Linked DNA regions of Mus musculus: region 1 is linked to region 2. A link is a contact called in public HiChIP or PLAC-seq data. All regions are on one chromosome and are shown on one strand. Each heading gives the region's core, a stretch centred on a gene start, on an enhancer-like site or on the middle of the called end of the contact. The rest is flanking DNA. Distances are from core to core; before and after follow the strand shown.

The links. HiChIP or PLAC-seq counts read pairs in DNA pulled down with a chosen protein or histone mark.
Region 1: an H3K4me3 HiChIP or PLAC-seq map of the SCID.adh cell line shows a contact between it and region 2, with 9 read pairs. The contact joins the promoter of Hbs1l here to the enhancer-like site in region 2. A contact is called at or near these places in 2 of 39 promoter capture datasets (both in embryonic stem cells), 15 of 115 datasets of contacts at active chromatin or transcription factors (the 230-238 cell line, the SCID.adh cell line, bone marrow-derived macrophages and 3 more) and 1 of 9 other capture datasets (embryonic stem cells).

Annotation. Positions count from the first base shown.
Region 1 is chr10:21,294,123-21,297,511 of GRCm38.p6, forward strand. Hbs1l (Hbs1-like (S. cerevisiae)) reads left to right here and starts at 1,857. Exons shown (of 18, transcript NM_019702.2): 1 at 1,857-2,054. The coding sequence starts at 2,012.
Region 2 is chr10:21,021,908-21,025,142 of GRCm38.p6, forward strand. The region is part of intron 18 of Ahi1 (Abelson helper integration site 1); the gene reads left to right. Among named protein-coding and RNA genes, the nearest start is that of Gm20149, 21 kb to the right of the region's middle. Within about 2 kb of position 1,309, at least 19 of the 459 cell types and tissues checked have an H3K27ac peak or open chromatin away from gene starts, as enhancers often do. A contact at or near this core is called in the SCID.adh cell line, where this site is marked.

The sequences.
Region 1 (3,389 bases), core at 607-3,106, 270 kb after region 2:
TGGGAATTGAACTCAGGACCTCCGGAAGAACAGTCAGTGCTCTTAACTCATCAGTCGTCTCACCAGCCCCACACTTTCAAGTTACAATCCATCACTGAGGGACATCAAGGTAGAAACTGAAGCAGAGACTGAAGCAGGAACTACAGGTGCAACTGCTTACAGGCCCGCTCTTCTGCTCATGCTTGGCTTGCTTTCTCTTACAGCCCAGGCCCCACTACTAAGGAGGTTGCCCTGTAGAGCAGACTGGAAACTCTTTGCATCAATCAATCAAGACATTGCCTCACAGGACAATTCTGATGAGGCAATTTCCAGGTGACTCTGAGTTATGTCACCTTGCCAGGGAAACTAACAAGTGTAAATAATATACCATTTTCAGGAATCAATACAGAACAGACTGGTCCACACACCCAAGTTATGTGTCATGTCTGAGGCAGGATTGTTTTCTTATTCACCCTACTAGTTATGTGGTCGGTTTATAACTCATTTACTTCAATAGCCGCATCAGTGACTTGTAATTAACAGCATTCACGTTTACAGTGGGATAGAAGCTGACCCTGGTTTTTAAGTTTTATGTACGTGACGTTGAGACAGGGTCTCAACAGTGCTGGTTGGCCTGGAACTCCCTGTGTAGCCAAGGATGACCTTGAATTCCTGGTCCTCCTGTCCCTGTCTACAGAGTACCAAGATTAAAGGAATTGAGCCACCAGGTCCAGCACATTTAGTACTCTTTAGCACTTAATGTCCTGTGCTAAGTCCTCTTACATGGGCAAATATTATTTATGAATTTGATAATGTATAAGATAATATCTTCACTTACAAAGAAATAGGCTGCAATGTGGAAATTATTTAAAGGTATAAAATAAAACACTTAAAAATCATAAAATTAGCATCTACTTTTTTTTTTTTTTGTCTATAAAGTTTTGCCTTGGAGCCATATGAAACATTGTGAGTTAAGAACACCATTGGGTAGTCAGTCAGAACTCAAATCTGAGCCCTTTACAAATATGGATTTAATTTGTGTTATCCTCATTGTTGTGGATTAGAAAAGCTGAGTAAGGTGGTGTTAGACATTCGCCTTTGATTCCAGGTCTTGGCATTGAAAGCACAAGCTACAATAAAATGGTTTGTTCAGTGTGATAATAAGGTTGATGTTTTTTACACAGCATTATTAGCCTTATGTTGTATGAAACAAGGATGTTTAATAACAGGTTATAGATTTATGTGTTATTATTACATCATAAGCACCCAAGGCTAGTTCTGTGTCTGAAAAGCTGTACTAAACACCCTTAGCAAGTTCACATATTTATGTATTCAATCAATGTCTAAGGCTTCCTTCTTAATTAATTCGTGCTAATGAAATATTTTACAAAGCTAAGGTCAGACAGTTGTTTACCAGAGCTGTTAATGAATTTAATATGGAGCCCATACCTGAAGCCATGAGTTACATGCGAAGCATATTGACCCAGTGTGGCTACATTTCAAAGCTAAAATTACTCATTCAAAAAGTTCCCTCTACAGCTTGGACTAATTATTATGCCAAATTTACACGTTTATTGATTGCCTATAGTGTTTACTAAGGCTTAAAAGCTGAAACAAAGTCCTTGTTTTTACTGAGCGAAATAGGCAGCTTTTCAGATGATCAAAAACCAAAGTTGGGAAATAATCCTGAAAACCGGTGTAGGTGAAGGATCCCGCTCAACAACCCTCTGGTTGCTTCATTTCTGGCCTTGAAGTCCACGTCAGTCAATTCGCTTGTGGGCGGGACCTCGCCCCCCCCCCCCCCCCGCCAGTTCGCGAGCGCGCACGCGTTCCCGGGAGGCCCGCAGTGACCCCGAGAGCTTGCCGTCGCCAAGTGCGCAGGTATGACGTCGCGCATGCGCGGACGCTCGGCGCAGAGGCCTGGCGGAAGACAAGATGGCGCGGCAGAGGTGTTCCGCCCGCGGTCTGCGCCTCGTCGGTTTCTGAGCCGAGTTTTTCTGGAAGGGACGGCGGCAGGCGCCGTCTGTGCGCGATGGCCCGGCATCGGAACGTCCGGGGATATAACTACGATGAAGGTGGGTGGTAAGGCCGCGCCGGCCGTGACCTTAGCTCTTCCAGCTGTCTCCATGGCCGCTTTACATCTCCCTGGAATCGAGCATGGACCCCGGAGCCACGCTCGCAATGGGATCTTCGGCGGAGAGGGAGCGGGCGGAGAGCGAGCAGGACCTGAGAGGAACACCCGGGGAGGAAGCCGGCGTGTTGTCTGCCTCCTAGCTGAGCTAGTTCACCGACCGGGCAGGGGTGTAGCATCTCCAGGGCCCATAGGTGTGGCGAGGTCGGGATCCGATGCTGTTCGTATCCAAGCGTCACCTCTTCTTTCCCTGTTTCCTGCGGGGATCCCGCAATGAGTTCCTGACGTCTGTCTCATAAGCCCTCCTTCAGACAAGCCCACGAGGCCGTAGTTAGAAAAGAGGCTGGCTTAGCGCTTACCTGCGGCCGGCCTACTACAAACGTCAGATTTATTTCGTTGTCCCCGTGTCCCTGCGTTTTTGACTGCTCCATTTTTTTCCAACGGATTTCAAAACTGGGGACGTGAGAAACAGAAAAGATTCTTGTTTAAAAGGGCTCAAGAAATTGGGTCGATTTGCTGATGTTCAGGTGTATAAATTCAGTTATTGGCAAACAGTGCTTAATGTAGATTGATTTTAAAAAGGAAATGGAAAAATAACACCAGCGGGGAGGTCATGAAAAAGGGACTCGCAGTTTGTTGGCATTGAGTGGATGATAATAAGCATCATTTAGCATCACAGAAGCTAAAAATAAACACAAATGTAAAGTGATGCAAGAATCCTAAAGACCTGCTGCTTTTTAAAATGGAGAAGATGCAATGTTTACGCAGGCGGTTGTTATTAACACCCCCTTTGGGGGGATTGTGAGCTTCAGTGTCCTCAACAGGTTTGACCAACCAACAACCTGGGCTGCATCTGGAGACTTTGACCCAGTCTGCCTGGAATATCTTACTTGGCAGGCATTCACTGTAAGAATACATAGTGTCTGTATAAAAGGCCTGGTGGACCACTACCACTAAGAAATGACTTTAGTCTGGAAGAGATTGTGTAGCTGTGAAATAAGGGACATTTATTACCAATATATTTCCTCAGCCAGTGATAATTGACTATTTAAGGGTACTGCTTAACACATGAGGACTGTTTACAGTAACAGCTGGTTAAAGCATGAGAGATTCCACAGTGTGATGACAGTAATATAGAAACGATGCAAAAGAGAGGGTCTAAATTAGAAGGGAAGGGCTGGGATTTCTGTGTAGCCTCTGAGTGCCGAATACCTTCTTACCTTGGCTACCTGAGGTCAGGTTTGATTCCTTTGTAACAATCAGTGACATCATAAGCAAG
Region 2 (3,235 bases), core at 59-2,558:
ACTTCCCTCAGCCATCAGAGTTGGCACAGTCTTCCTAGTGCTACTTAACGAACTTGAAACTGTTAATTGAAAAAGAGTGTCTATTGAATTCTGATTTCAGACTTTTCAAAATTCCAAAATTTCAATTCAGTGGTGAGATAAATGAGAAAAATTAGTTAATTGTCATAGATCAAAGATAATCTCCAGAATGAACTGATTTTTTTTTCTGTAAGCAGATATCTTTAATTGTACTTTAGTGTGTTAAAAGAATCAAATGCTTTTAATGTATGGATTTTGAAAGACTTTTTTTTTAAATACTTCTCTGAATTCAGCACCTTCATCATGGTGACAAAGACTTGGTCTTTGGTGTCTTTGATCTGATTCCTAATTTCCCTTTGCCTGGGCAGCTGGCATCCTCGCTCTAGCTAGAAGCACCTGAATTTCTCACTTCAGAGCATTGTTTGGGTCATAAAAATACTCTTGCCTTTGAAATATGCAAAATGTCTTGAGATTAAATAGCATGAGGCTATTCGAGACTTCCCCATCCTCATTTGAAATCATTGTAGACAAATAATGGAGAAAACCTTACTTAAGACCTGGCTCGGTGAGCTGTTACGGAGAGAAAGGGTGTGAAGGACAGTGAACACGGTGTGGAGAAGCACTCGGAGGGCACGGTGAGGGGAGCCACGGACTGTTGAGACTTTAGCTTTCTCTCCAAGTGCCAACTTGAGGTCATCTTTGGGATGTGGTATTAAGATCAAAACAGACATAAAAACTGAGGTAGCATGTCAAGATCTGTTATGAGTACACGGGTTGGCAGGATCACGCTTTGCCCCTCAGATGACCACCCAACAAAACACTCTTTGCAAGCATCTCTTGGGTTTGCTGTCTTCAGAAACAACGCAAGAAGCGTGAAGAAGAATACAAGGTGTTTCTTGTAACCCAACTCTGTTCCCTCTTAAGAAAGTGTCTTTCTATAATAGGTAGCATCAAAACAGGAGAAAGGCATTTTGTTATTAAAGATTTTGTTACATTTGTTGGCTAATAGAGGCCGTGCTATGTAGAAGAGACCGTTTCAGATTAGGGATTAATCCTGCCTTTATTGCTCAGTAAGTCACTAAACTATTTTACCTTCTAATCAGTTTGCAGTTAGCCAAACAGTATGATGGTGCTGCTTGCTGAGATGAAAATCTAAAGCTCCCTAGCCTGCAATGTGGTGGTGTGGGCAAGGGAGAGATGCCTCCCCTTTGCTGGCCACAGCACTCAGGAGAGCTTGCCCTGCACCTGTCCTGGGCAGCAGAATAGAGCTGCCCTAGTGGTGTGGGTGCAGGTGGGCCAGCCTGAGGGTATGAGAGCGGGAGAGCTGGCCCTGCCTACCCATTGTTGGCTTTGGCAGGAGAGCTGGCCCTGCCTGCCCATTGTTGGCTTTGGCATTGGGTGATAGTCCAGGCAGTGCTGGAGAGCTGGCTCTGGTTGTGTGGGTGTGGAAGAACTGGTGAGCTGACCAGCCTCGATACCACCCAAGCCCAGATCCAGGGCTTTGAGTTGGCCCCATGCCATTATCTACCCCATCTATGCACTGCGTGAAGAAACTGGTCCTGCACCTCCAAAGCCGCAGGATCTCCATGACTCAGAGCAACAAGATATCAGAGAGGAGGCTGGTAGGGATCCAGTATTGATAGTGTAGCAGAAGCCAGAGGCCTCGAACCAGACCAGTGACTCACTGCAATAAACATTTGCAAGGAAAGATATGAGGACAAAAGGATGTACTGTCGGATAGTGCAGTTTCTTTGGTTTTAGTTTTGGTTTTGGGGGGCGAGTTGCAAGGGTGGAGAGCAGATATCAGTGGACAGAGAGATGAGTGGGGTTGGGTGCATGATGAGAAATTCACACACAATCAATAAAAGGATAAATAATAATAAATGTTGCAATTATTAAAAAAAAAAAACTAAAAATCTGGGGTGACTTGGTAGCTGACCGTGCGTGTCTGGTGCGGTTGGCGTGCTTGGGGCCCTGGGTTTGAGTCTCCTTTAATTATTAAAATAATTAGATTTTGGAGCTTACCCTCAGAGAATCAGCAGGTTTTGTTGTTGATAGAAAAAGACAAGAAATATTTAAATATTCAGTGATTTTTGAACTGAGGTGTTTTTTTTTTTTTTTAAGTTAGTGCATACTAAAAGAGAAGAGCTTTAAATTTGAGGAGCAGGGACAGCCTGTGAAGACGTTCATACAGTTAGTAGAGGCTAGCAAGCCTGGTTTTCTTGCTGCTCAATGATGATTCTAGAGATCTGTTATGGTAGCATGCAAGGTGAAATCAATTATAAAATGATTGATAAAATGTAGGGAGTACTGTTTTAATTTTTTAGCATTAATACAACAATAGTAGCTCATAAATAATTAGCAGTATTTTTTAAGTTATAAAAATGAGGTCAGGATGAATAAATGCATGTGTTAGACAGCTGGTCATGCCATCTCATCTAATTAAATGAATTTAATTAGATTAGATTCTGTCATCTCTCAAGTCCAGCAGAGATGAAGAATCCCTTCCGAAGCTGCTGTCCACACCGTTCTTTTCCTGTTTCTGATCAGCAGTCAGCACGAGAGAACTGAGAATGACGGATTTCGTACTCGGAGTTCTCTGGTCATGCTTGGATATTTGTTGCTTGGATTGTCCTTCAATGGGTCATAGTTTGTATTTCCTTCCCCAAATCCTGAGACTTCACTTGTTAGGTTTTCCTTTGTATTTGGAATCTCTAAAACTTGAGTTTGAGCTGTTGTACATTAAGAGTGTGAGTTACTGTTTCACTTCCCAGGAGAACATTTAAGTAAGTAACCAGCGATTGATGTTAATCTACTAGTTAAGTATTCAGATTTAGCCTCCATTTATTATAGTAATTAATTTTAATAATGGTATTATAATTCATTAATTATTTTAACTCTGCTGATAATTTGTAATATATTGTATATGTCATTTCTTAGTTTTTAATAACATTTTTCCAACCTATGCATGGTAATCCCCATGATTATTAAATTCATCCCAGTGTTTCCAGAGGATAGATCATGAATGCAAACCTTTCTTATCTAATCAGCAGATTCAAATGAGTGGTGGGTCTGCCCATTGTTTCCTAGCCGATTATGTTCTAAGAAAAGTCATTTTATTCAATATTTTAAGGTACATATGGTTTCAGCCTTACAACTTTAAACCTCCCCCCATCTGTTCAAAGTAGGAAATTTACTCTAAATTCTTATCTCTTAG